2 separate regions of the Mus musculus genome follow, and region 1 is linked to region 2. Evidence: chromatin contacts called from public promoter capture Hi-C data. All regions are on one chromosome and are shown on one strand. The core of a region is the stretch at or near the end of the contact, and the rest is flanking DNA. Distances in the headings are between cores, read along the strand shown.

The links. Promoter capture Hi-C pulls out the DNA fragments that hold promoters and counts their contacts.
Region 1: a promoter capture Hi-C map of liver shows a contact between it and region 2, with 7 times the contacts expected there. The contact joins the promoter of Iqsec2 here to the promoter of Alas2 in region 2. A contact is called at or near these places in 1 of 39 promoter capture datasets (liver) and 1 of 9 other capture datasets (liver).

The regions. Positions count from the first base shown.
Region 1 is chrX:152,140,314-152,146,376 of GRCm38.p6, forward strand. Iqsec2 (IQ motif and Sec7 domain 2) reads left to right here and starts at 3,955. Exons shown (of 15, transcript NM_001114664.2): 1 at 3,955-4,866. The coding sequence starts at 4,160.
Region 2 is chrX:150,544,637-150,551,086 of GRCm38.p6, forward strand. Alas2 (aminolevulinic acid synthase 2, erythroid) reads left to right here and starts at 2,781. Exons shown (of 11, transcript NM_009653.3): 1 at 2,781-2,849. Mir3620 (microRNA 3620) reads right to left here and starts at 2,809; the gene lies at 2,749-2,809. It also overlaps a transcript of Apex2 not described here. RefSeq lists an enhancer at 5,115-5,316 and cis regulatory regions at 5,200-5,205, 5,218-5,223.

The DNA.
Region 1 (6,063 bases), core at 2,705-5,204, 1.6 Mb after region 2:
ACAGAACCTACCATATAACATTGTCATGTGGATTATGTAGGCTCATATACTTAAATTGTTTTGCATAGTACTCAGAATATGGGAAGCACCATAACAGTAATAGTTGCTATTATTATAGCTGGTGTTATGTGCTGGTTTTGTGCCACACTTCTTCAAAAAGCAACTTTATTGAGATAAAGTTCACATACTATGAAACCAGGCCCTTTCAAAAAGCACCATTTCATGGCTTATAGAATAGAAGCAATGTTGGGCTCCTATCACCACAAGTTCCCTTTAAAGATCTTATCCCGGGGCTGGTGAGATGGCTCAGTGGTTAAGAGTGCTGACTGCTCTTTCGAAGGTCCAGAGTTCAAATCCCAGCAACCACATGGTGGCTCACAACCATCCATAACGAAATCTGATGCCCTCTTCTGGAGTGTCTGAAGACAGCTACAGTGTACTTACATATAATAAATAAATAAATAAATAAAAAAGAAATAAAAAAAAAAAAGATCTTATCCCTTCCAATAAGGTCCTATACACATTAGTAGACACTTCTGCAGCGCCCCCCCCAGCTCTACTGATGCTACTCTAATTTCCATGTCTATAGATTTGTCTCTTTTAGAACTTCATATAAAAGAAATCATACAATATTTGTCTTTTGTGACTGGTTTATTTCACTTAGTAGAAAGTTTTTAAGCTTCACCACACTTTTATACATATATTTTAATTTATTTTTCTTTTCAACACATCTTGACCAAGTTTTCCCTCCCTCCACTCCTCTCAGTTCCTCCCTGACTCCTCCCAGTCCCCTTCTTCCCCCTTGTACCCACTCTTTTTTATGTTTTAATACTTTATTCTTTCTGTTGTTTTTATACAGAATTCCACTATGTAGTCTAGGCTGGCTTGGAATTAACAATTCTCCTGCCTCACCTTCCTAGGATTATAAGCATGCACTAGACTCCTCAAATAATATTTTGCTTAAGATTTGACATTTATTTATTTTATGTGCCTACATGCATGTGATGTGTACCATGTATGTGCCTGGTACACATACAACAGAAGGTGTTGAATCCTCTGGAACTGGAATTATGAATGATTGTGAGATGCCTTGTGGCTGCTGGGAATCAAATCAGGTCCTCTGCAACAAGTGCTCTTAACCACTAAGCCATCTTTCCACCCAATATTTCAATTTTTGATTATATCTCATTTTGTTTATCCAACAATTGATTATTTGGTTATTATTATTTATAAGGCAACAATGAATACTCTATAGACTTGTATAGTCATTTAGTTGTACACTTTCATTCCTCTTTAGACACCCAGAAGTAGAATTGTTGGCTCTATTTTTTTTAACCTTTTAAGTAATAGACAGACTGCTTTACAAAGGGACAGCTCCATTTTACATTCCTGTTGGCAATGAATGAGAGTTCCAATATCTCCACATTTGTGCTAACATTTTTTAAAATTGTAAATCCCTTTGATTTTTGCCTTTATAGAGGATGTGGTATCTTACTATGTATGTTTATGAAACTGATATTTAGGGCTGGTGTGATGGCTCAGCACTGGATGCTCTTCCAAAGGTCCTGAGTTCAAATCCCAGCAACCACATGGTGGCTCACAACCATCCATAGTGAGATCTGATGCCCTCTTCTGGCACATCTGAAAACAGCTACAGTGTACTTATGTATAATAATAAATAAATCTTTGGGCCAGAGCGAGCAGGGTTGATCAGAGCAAGCAGAGGTCCTAAAAATTCAATTCCCAACAACCACATGAAGGCTTACAACCATCTGTTCAGCTACAGCATACTCATATACATAAAATAAATAAATCTAAAAAAAAAGAAAAAAGAAAGGAACTGATATTTAGGGGCTCAGAGGTTAAGAGCACTTGCTGCTCTTCCAGAGGACCCAAGTTCAGTTCCCAGCAACCACATCAGGTGGCTCACAGCCACCTGTAACTCCAGCTCCAGGGGATCCGATGTTGATATGTAGCATACACTTTTACACATACACACACGCACACACACACACACACACACACACACACACACACACACTAATAATGATAATATAGTAATAATAATAATAAAATAAATTTTTACAAAGAAAGTGATGTTTTTCCATTTTATTTTCTGCCCATGGAAGGATAGCTTAAGAACATCATTTTGTAGCTGTTTCTATCAAGGCAGTCCTGAGCAGTGGGAACTAAATGAAGTCCAGTACTCAGTGGCTAGCTAAGCACACTAGAGAACTTCTGCATCAGCTCAGAAGGCATTTTTCATGCCTTGTAATCATTCTGGACCCAAACCTATGTTAGAAAGCTGGCTATCCCCATTGTTCTTGAGCTTTCTCCTTGGTTAGTCACAGCCTTCTCAGCACCTTTCATTTCACTCTGCTGTTTCTGTCCAATCTCTTTAGGATCTCTACAGAAGCACAGAACATTTATCACTGGGAAAATCAGGGATGGACTCAAAAAGAGGCATTTGACTTAAGGCTTCCACCTTGTCCTCCTCCTTTTCTCCTTACTTCTTTCCCTCTTCCTTCTTCCCCTTCATGTGCAAGGGTGTTTTGCCTGTATTTATGTCTGTGCATCACATGAGTGCCTGGCACCCTTGAAGGCCAGAAGAGTGTTTAAAATCCTTCTTGAGCAGGAGTTACAGTTTGAGTTGTCACGTGGGTGCTTGAAATTGAACCCAGGTTCTTCGGAAGAGCAATTAGTGCTCTTAATTTCTGAACCATCTCTCCAGCTCCTAACTTTCTATTGTTATTTTGGTTTTTTGAGATAGCATCCCACACTGTAGCTAAGGATTGTGTGGAACTCATTACTTAGTTCAGGTTGGCCTCTAAATACTAGCAGTCTTCCTGCTTTAACCTTACAAGCACAGGTATTATAAACCCATGCTGAGAATTTGATTCAGGTCTTAATGAAAAGATAAAACTTCACTGATTGGCAATGGTGGAATGAAAGAAGATGCCATTTCCATGGGGATTAGAAAATGACGGTTGAAGAAAGATGTTTTGACATCAAGTCTGACTCTAATGGGGAGTCCTGGGGCTTGTTGGAAATGATCATCAATGATCAAAAAAAGACCCTTGTCAAAAAGGCCTTCCTTGGTCAAAAGACCCAGTAACGGGCTAATATAGGGAATCCTGGGGTCGGATAGGATTGGAAATCTGAGCATTGATTTGGATGAAGAATTTAGAGGTTGGCGGGCTGAAGGTAAATGCCTGAAGAGTTACATGTGTGTGTGTGTATGGGGGGGGGGGTTAGTGGTGGTGGTGGTGGTGGTGGTGGTGGTGGTGGTAGTAGTAGTAGTAGTTGAATTCCAGGGACTGTCTGGGATATGGAACTACAGACTGGGTGGGCTGGAGGATCACAAGGCTAGAGAAACGCAGAAGTACTGAGATGGAGTAATGGTCTATAGACTGACTAGTTGTAATGAAAAATCAAGAGATTGTCATGGAGCTGGAAGGAGATCATCTAAAACAAGAAGCCAGCTGGGATAAGGAATGGGATACTGAGTGGGGTTGGCCGACTGAGGGGTTGGAAGTCTGAGTTGACTGAGTCTGGAGACTGCCTGGGCTGGGTGTTTTGACGGCTTGGGTCTTGGGCCTGTTGGGCCAGTGCATATTAGAATAGGTTGGAGGACTTCATTAGGCTGTTAGGTGAAGACCCCAGGACAGTTGGAATGGAGATATCTCCTGCAGGCTGAGCTAAGGCTGGCATCCAGCTGAGGTGCCAGTGCTTTGGGGCTGGTCCAGCTAGGGTGTTGGTGGCGACTGCAGGTGGGGCGCGCGGGGGCGGGTCGGGAGAGCTGGGTGGGGGCAGGGGCGGGGGGCGGGCCGGCGGCCGGGGCGGTCCCGCGCGGCCGCGCTGCGCAGTGACTCCGCAGCGGGCGGAGCGCCGTGGGCCGCGTCCTTCCGAGCCCTGGCGGTGGCGGTGGCGGTGGTGGTGGCGGCGGCGGCGGCGGCGGCGGTAGCCTTAGCTCCTGCGCCCCGTGCCGCCGGCCCCAGCGCTGTCTCCCGGGCCCCCTAGGGCCCCCGGGCCCCCGAGCCCGGTGCGCGCCCTCGCGTCCCGCCGGCCCCCTCCCCCGGCTGGGCCCGGGGGAGGGTGGCGCCGTGAGCGAGCGGGGACTGGGCTCTCCTGCCCGTTCCCCTGTCCCTGGGCCGCCAGGATGGAGGCGGGGTCCGGTCCTCCGGGTGGCCCGGGATCTGAGAGCCCCAACCGGGCGGTGGAGTACCTGCTGGAGCTGAACAACATCATCGAGAGTCAGCAGCAGCTGTTGGAGACCCAGCGGCGGCGCATAGAAGAGCTGGAGGGCCAGTTGGACCAGCTCACCCAGGAGAACCGCGACCTGCGGGAGGAGAGCCAGCTGCACCGTGGGGAACTGCACCGGGACCCCCTTGGCGCACGGGATAGTCCTGGCCGCGAAAGCCAGTACCAGAACCTGCGTGAGACCCAGTTCCACCACCGCGAGCTGCGGGAGAGCCAGTTCCACCAGGCGTCCCGGGACGTGGGCTACCCGAACCGGGATGGCGCTTACCAGAACCGGGAAGCTATCTATCGGGATAAGGAGCGAGAAGCCTCCTATCAACTTCAGGACACTACCGGTTACACAGCCCGCGAGCGCGACGTGGCCCAATGCCACCTGCACCATGAGAACCCAGCCCTGGGTCGCGAGCGTGGCGGGAGGGAGGCTGGGCCAGCGCACCCGGGCCGCGAGAAGGAAGCCGGCTATTCCGCGGCGGTGGGCGTGGGGCAGCGGCCACCGCGGGAGCGGGGCCAGTTGAGTCGTGGCGCATCCAGAAGCTCCAGTCCTGGCGCTGGCGGAGGTCACAGCACCAGTACCAGCACCAGCCCGGCTACAACCCTCCAGAGAAAGTAAGGAATGTGTTTGCGGCCCCCACCCCACCCATTCCTTTCCCTCTAGATCCCTCTCCAACTTAGCTGGCAGATAAAGTATATGAAGCCCATGCCTGATCCCATTTCCTGCTTCGCCTGTCCCAATCGGGAGAAGGTTCTCCTCAACCGGCTGACATGCTTTCCCTAGCCACCACACATTGGTTTGGTCAGACGAGTGCGGGCTTCTTTTCCCTGTAGAACCAAAGCCAGTTAGAGACTAAAGCAATTCCCACTACCTCCCTCCACTTCTTCAGCCCCTAGCTGTATCCTTTCCAGAGGATGGATTAAATAATTTTTAGACAGAGGTGGTATCAACTCAAGCCCCCTAAAGAGAGAAACACTCCTACACACCTTTTTTTTTTGGGGGGGGGTGATCTCGTCTCGAGGCAGGTGGGGACCAGAATGGAACTGCAGCACATCTTGGCATGGGGAGGGGGGGTGATGGTGGCAAAGATGGGGGAGCAAAGATGGAGGCTAGGCCCTTGGTTAGTTTCTCAAAGTCCAGCTGGTCTCCACCCTTCAAGAAAAACAACACCCATTTAAAGAGCCCTACCAGGAAGGGAAGTCCATAGATCTCCCATCTGTTGGATCAGCTTCAGACCTGTGCTGGGGTTTGTACATGTGTCTGAGACAGGTTAGGAATATTTTCTGAGTTGATGGGACATGGACAGGATCTACTTTTCCTATGTAGATCCCATTGTGTGCTGATTGGGATAAATGTATTAGGCTGTGAGTCAAGGGCACGAAGGCTCACAGGGATGCCCTAAAGGCCCTCCTATTGCTTTACTGCTATACTGAAAAGAACATTGAATTGGGAGATGGGAGAACTGGCGTCCCCTTCCAGCTCTGTTGCAGATTGGCTTTGTGACCTTGACTGAGTCCCTTCTTTTGCCAGTCTATGATTTCCCCTAGATATTTTTTTTAAAGCCAGGGACTGCCAACTGAGATTCAATGGGTATGTTACTAACCCAACCACACCAAAGAGCAAGTCTGAAGTCCTTTAGCAAATGGACAGGCTTCCCCCTCCTCTCACTGCTCAGCTGGTCCTACCATGTGCCACAACTAGTGGAGTGTCTCTTGGAGGCTGGGCTGGGGGTGGGGAAGCCTTCTGCCTCAGGAAATCTGCCGGGAGACAGCTCTCTGCAACTCCCCCATGGTGAGGCAGCAGGCTGGGGT
Region 2 (6,450 bases), core at 1,531-4,030:
AGTGAAAACAGAGACTCCCATGTTTAGTACCTATAGACTCACACACAGACACCCCACTGGTGGGAAAACATACCATACACATAGGACAAATTAGCAATATCAAAATTGAAATCTCTTTATACTTTTGTATAATTGATTTATTTTATATGTGCATATGCAGGAAGGGGAACCATAGAACACCTGTAGATATCGGAGGAAACTGGGGTTGGTTCTCTCCTTCCAATATTACATGGTTTCCAGGAACTGAACTCAGACTGCCAGGCTTACTCAACAGACACCTTTGCCTGATGAGCCATATTATAGGCCCAGGAATTTTCTTTTTGTGCAAATAGTTTCACAATTATCCAAAGTTATTTGTTACAAAGTTATTCCTTTTTTTAAAGTTATATATTTTCTTTATATACATTTCAACTGCTATCCCGAAAGTTCCCTATACCCTCCCTCCACCCTGTTCCCCTACCCAGCCACTCCCTCTTCTTGGCCCTGGCATTCCCCTGTACTGGGGCATATAAAGTTTGCAACACCAAGGGGCCTCTCTTTCCAATGATGGCCGACTAGGCCATCTTCTGATACAAATGCAGCTAGAGATACGAGCTCTGGGGGTACAGGTTAGTTCATATTTGTGTTCCACCTATAGAGTTGCAGACCCCTTCAGCTCCTTGGTTACTTTCTCTAGCTCCTCCATTGTGGGCCCTGTGTCCCATCTTATAGATGACTGTGAGCATCCACTTCTGTATTTGCCAGGCACTGGCATAGCCTCATACGAGACAGCTACTCCATTGTGTAAATTTACCACATTTTCTGTATCCATTCTTCTGTTGAGGGACATCTGGGTTCTTTCCAGCTTCTGGCTATTATAAATAAGGCTGCTATGAACATAGTGGAGCATGTGTTCTTATTACCAGTTGGAGCTTCTTCTGGGTATATGCCCAGGAGAGGTATTGCTGGATCTTCCAGGAATATTATGTCCAATTTTCTGAAGAACCTCCAGACTGACTTCCAGAGTGGTTGTACAAGCTTGCAATCCCACCAGCAGTGGAGGAGTGTTCCTCTTTCTCCACATCCTCGCCGGCATCTGCCGGCATCTGATTTTTTTATCTTAGCCATTCTGACTGGTGTGAGGTGGAATCTCAGGGTTGTTTTGATTTGCATTTCCCTGATGATTAAGGATGTTGAACATTTTTTCAGGTGCTTCTCAGCCATTCAGTATTCCTCAGTTGAGAATTCTTTGTTTAGCTCTGAACCCTATTTTTTAATGGGGTTATTTGAATTTCTGGAGTCCAGCTTCTTGAGTTCTTTATATATATTGGATATTAGCCCCCTATCTGATTTAGGATTGGTGAAAATCCTTTCCCAACCTGTTGGTGGCCTTTCTGTCTTATTGACAGTGTCTTTTGCCTTACAGAAGCTTTGCAATTTTATGAGGTCCCATTTTTCAATTCTTGATCTTACAGCACAAGCCATTGCTGTTCTGTTTAGGAATTTTTCCCCTGTGCCCATATCTTCGAGGCTTTTCCCCACTTTCTCCTCTATTAATTTCAGTGTCTCTGGTCTTATGTGGAGGTCACAAAGTTATTCCTAAAGGAGAGGGGTAATCCCTGGGACTGTCCTACATTCCCACCCACGAGGGTGTGTTTAATTATAATACCTTTGGATTTAATACTGTAACTCCACTAAATAGTGGGCTTTTATGGAAAGACCTCCATTAGTTATTGGCATATGGCCATAGTTCCATTGCCCTAGCCTTAGGAAAGGCATGGGGAATACAATATAAGAGAAAATATTAAAAGGGGTAGAAAACAGAGAAACTAATATTTTAGCTGTATGTTCTAAGATGTACAGGAGAGTGTGGGTTCTGGGAGCATACTGTCAACTTTGTAGCCGAGGTATGTACTTTGTAGATGTGCAATTATTAGTAGCCCACCCTCCCAGTCTTAGGGTCTTTATCTGTGACAGAGATAACTGTGCCTCTGTCTTAAGATTCTTTTTTTATGTGAATAATCACTTTATTATCTGACTGTTGAAATTAAAATTCTTTAGTTTTGAAAAATAAATATAGATATACACCTGAGAATAAGACCTGAACATCTGTTTCTAGAATCCAATCCATTACAAATTCACACAAACCAGCCCAGTGCTGTGGGTTTCCTTCTACATGACCACAATGACATCAGCAGCCTTCTTTCAAATGATTTTCATTCCCAGACCACTGTGGACATTAAGAGCAAGTGTCTTAAGATTCTTATGAGGCTTAATTAATCAATGCAAAGTAATTACCCCCTCAAGGTACAGAGTAAAACCACTGAATCAACACAAACTGTTATTTTCTCAAACTAAGCACTGTGCCAAATATTTGTTCATTTATTGAAGTGACACAACATCCTTTGAGTTGATCTACTTTCCATGGAGGCTCACAGCTAGAACCCTTCAGAGCCCCAGTGCCTAGAGTGCCGAGAGTGTATTCTATGTCTGACTTCAGGGTCCTCTCCACGTGGACTTGCCTTTAGTGGCCTCCTTCATGGCTGAGGGAACTGAAGGTCAGAGGGATGGTTCTACAGAAGGTGCCCTGGATTTATAAGGATGGTCTGATCTCAAAATCGAATGAGTTAGTTTCACTACCCCAGAGGGAGTAGAGGAAGAAAACAGAAAGAGAAGGCACAGAACAAGGGGAGTGAAAGGAGACTACTTTGCTTTTTATCTTTAGCAGAGGCCTGAGATACCTTAAGGCCGAGGCGGAAGGGGGTGGGGTGGGGTGGGCGGGGCTGAGCAGGAGGCTGGGATGAAAGCTGCTTCCCAGCCCAGCCCACAGCACTCACCGTCTTTGGTTCGTCCTCAGTGCAGGGCAACAGGTAAGAGGTTCTTTCAGTGTTCTTTCTGGGCTCTCACCAACACTGTATGTTGACCCTGGGTGGACTTTTGACCTTCACAGAAACTCTCTTCTGTTTGGGGGTTTTCCTTTCTTCCTCCTCTCCCTCTCTCTCTCTCTTACTACTTTCCAGTACTTTCATCTTACTTCACTAATTCTCTGTCTGACATTCCTGCTTTCTGTTACTTTTCCCTCAAAGGACTTTTCTCTATCTCCTCAACCCCTCAAAACCCATTTCTGTCTCCTTAGTCTCCTTCTGTCTCTGTCTCTTCCTCTCCCCCATTTCTCTAGGAAAGGCATCTTCATATTTCTTCCAAAATTCTCCAGTCACCCCATTATCACTTGACACTTTCCCATCTGCTTGGCCTAGAACAGAGTGTGAGGTTTCAGAGCCTTGTGGGTAGGGGGTCAGATCCAGGGAAGGAAAATTGGAGGCTTTTGTGGGGGAGGGGGGGTGGTTAAGAATGGTAAGGCAAGATGCAGGAATTGAGAGGTTGCAAAATTAGTAGAAATAAAGGGAAAAGGCGGAAGAGAATTGTCATTGTACAGAAAAGGCAGATTTGGAGTCTCACTCTTAAGTCACTGTGAGATCCCAGGCAGGTCATTTATCCTTTGACAAAAGGGCCTGCCCACAGTTCCCACAAATTTCTTAGTTTTGTGGTATACATTCTTCTGTTTTTAATTGTCCTTTGACTTTCCAGGGTTGGAAAGAGGGCACTAGGAGGGGAGATAAGGCCTGATGCTTCACTGGAAGAAGCAAGGGATTCTTTTCCAGACTTAAATGATTCTTAATATCAAGCCACAAGTAATGGGAGACAGGGGACAGAAGAGCTGCAAGAGTGGCTTCTGGCTTCCCTGCTGGGATGGTGGCCCAGCTGATCTTTCTGGCCTATGGGACTGCAAATTAGGTGCTGACCTAAAAGGGAATTATAGACATACAGGGAAAAAAACCCTTTGAGTAATGATGCCACTTGTCTTGAGAATTCCCGTCCCTCTTTGATTTAGTTTTAAAATTACTCGAAATCTTTTCTATGTAGTGGGTTATATAAATCATTAAGTGGTGAAATGAATTCATAAATGTTCAATAGTACCCCAAATCCTACTTTAGAACATTTGGAGAAAGCATTGGTCATAAATTACTGTAACAGAGTGGCTTGGTGTCTAGAGTCAACTTCCCAGCTATGAAAATCGGGAATGTTTGGACCATAGATTCATGGTCGCTAAGTTAGAAGTCTCTGGAACCAGACTGCCTAAGCTGAAATTTTGCTTCCTTTACTTAACAGTTTTGTAATTTGGGTGAGTCACAGATCTTTTGGGGACCTCGGTGTCTATTTCCAACATCATCCTGAGGACTGAATAAGTCTATGTATGTAGAACATTGACAATGGTCAGAGCTTTGTTAATGTTTGTATATCAGAACCAGAAGATAAATTATGAAATTTCCAATCTAATCCAATGTCTGTGGAGAAAGTAAAGTTCAAAAGGGTGGAGGGGAGCAGGGGAGCCAAAGTACACATACAGTAAAAAAGTAACAAAATGAGACAAAAATCTCATCTCCAGCTTTCCAGACTTAGTCTGATATAAGCAAGGTGGAACTCTGATATATTTATGATGTGACTCCTTGGCTCCAGAGTATGTTTTGTCTGAGAAAAGATTTGCTACTTAGTCCTAACTGACTGGGAGCTATGCAGCCCAAACTAATATGCAATTTAGGATCCTGTTGTCACAGCTTGCTGTGGTGTCAAAATACCCAGCTAAGAGATACCCAGCTAAGACCTTATGTTCTTAATACCCTGCCTGAAATGCTTCCTCTATTCAACTTTACTCATTCCTGGCTCATATTAAGAATGTTATGGAATGGACATTAAGAATCCAAATACAAAGTTATAGGTCATAATGATGTTCAAGAAGATCAGTGTAGGACAAGAGAAATTGTAACTGGAGCTTTAAAATGAACTCAAGAATTCAATTCACATCAAGAACTCTGTATTTTTCCCAGGACCCTCAGTATATTATGGCCAACAGCCCCACAAAAATGGTGAGTCCACTGGACCTCTTCTGGTTTCTACATGGAAAGTAGGCCTTAATCAACCATCATTCCAGGGCAGGACTTTGCCTCTAATCTTAAGGGCTTCCTGTCTCACTATATACTTCAATGCTATTGTCAGTGTCAGAGAAGGAGTTTGTATAAACCTGCAGGAACTGGGACATCTTGACTCCCTACAGATTGCCAGAGCCAGCGTTGGCCAGATGCTTAGACGTGATTCCAGGAAGGGGTTCTTCTTCTCTCCCACGCCCTGGGCTCATCCTAGGGAGTAGCCAGACTCTAATGGTGATAAGCTCTAGGGGCTTTATCTATGGTCTGCAGGCTCAGCCTTGAGTGCTTTAGCCTTCATGGCCAGGCAGTCAGAAGGGCAACTCTTATTTCCAGATATGAGGTAGGCACTGGATCCAACCAATGGCCTACTGAGTGATCAAGGTAGAATTACCTCACATCTGACAACTGATCAAAGCTAAAACCCAGAAAGGAGAAGTGCCTTGTCCAAAAACATTGAATGAAGACACTAGAAAACCAGAATGTAGATAAGAAAAATTTAACTTTTTATGCACCAACTACCATGCTGAAAGGTTCACATTTTTGTTTTGTTTTGTTTGTTTCATTTAATCCTTCCAAGCAGCTTTCTGCTTTTTTGTTATTCCAGGGCCCATATGATTGGGCCTACAAACTAACTCAGGCTGCTGTGACAGCCTGGAAAGGCAGGGAGGATGTCCTAAGATGCAATAAGATGACTGGGCTTTGTAACATAAGAGGCGGGTGCTTGTTCTGTGAGATTAGAGGGATAAAAGAAGTTGCCAATAGGATAGGCTCAAGAATTCCTTCTGTTCCCTTGTCTCTCACATAATAAGGCCTTATACACTGAGCCTTTGGCTTCTTGGCAGAGCTGAGGCTTTAGCCCTCCCACATTTCCTCCTCTCTCTCCTATTGATTGTGCTGTCCTGCATCTTGTTCCTACTCATTGACTCTGACTCTACAATTGGCTCTTTCCTTCCAATCTGTTTCCCCCTCTTGTTCTGTCTTTCATTTTGGTATGTCTCAATCTTACCTCCCTAGAGGCCTCCTCCCTCCCCCCTTCACCCACCCATTTCCTTCTCAAATATAGATTTATTATTTTAAATTATGTGTATATGTTTGGTTCTGTCACAGGTATGTATACATGAGTGCCAGGCCAGTGGAAACCGGAGGCCTCGGATCTCCTGGAGCTGGAGTTCCAGGCAGTTGTGAGCCACACGGCATGAGTACTGGGAAGCAAACCTGGAAGAACAGTATTTCCTCTTAACCACTAAGCCATTTCTTCTGCCACTACCACTGTCTCTTGAGCTTTTAGATTTTTAAAAAGCCATTGTCTTTTTCATTGTTTCTCTCCCACCACCACTCCAGCAGGGTCAGATCCCCCTCCCTTAAGCCTGTATAGTCTAACCCTCTTATCTTGGTGCTCCAATGCCCTTGCTAGATCCCTTTCTCTCCTGCTTAATTTTCAGTCTTTATATTACTCTAGACTACCTAACATTTGTCCCTCCCAGTA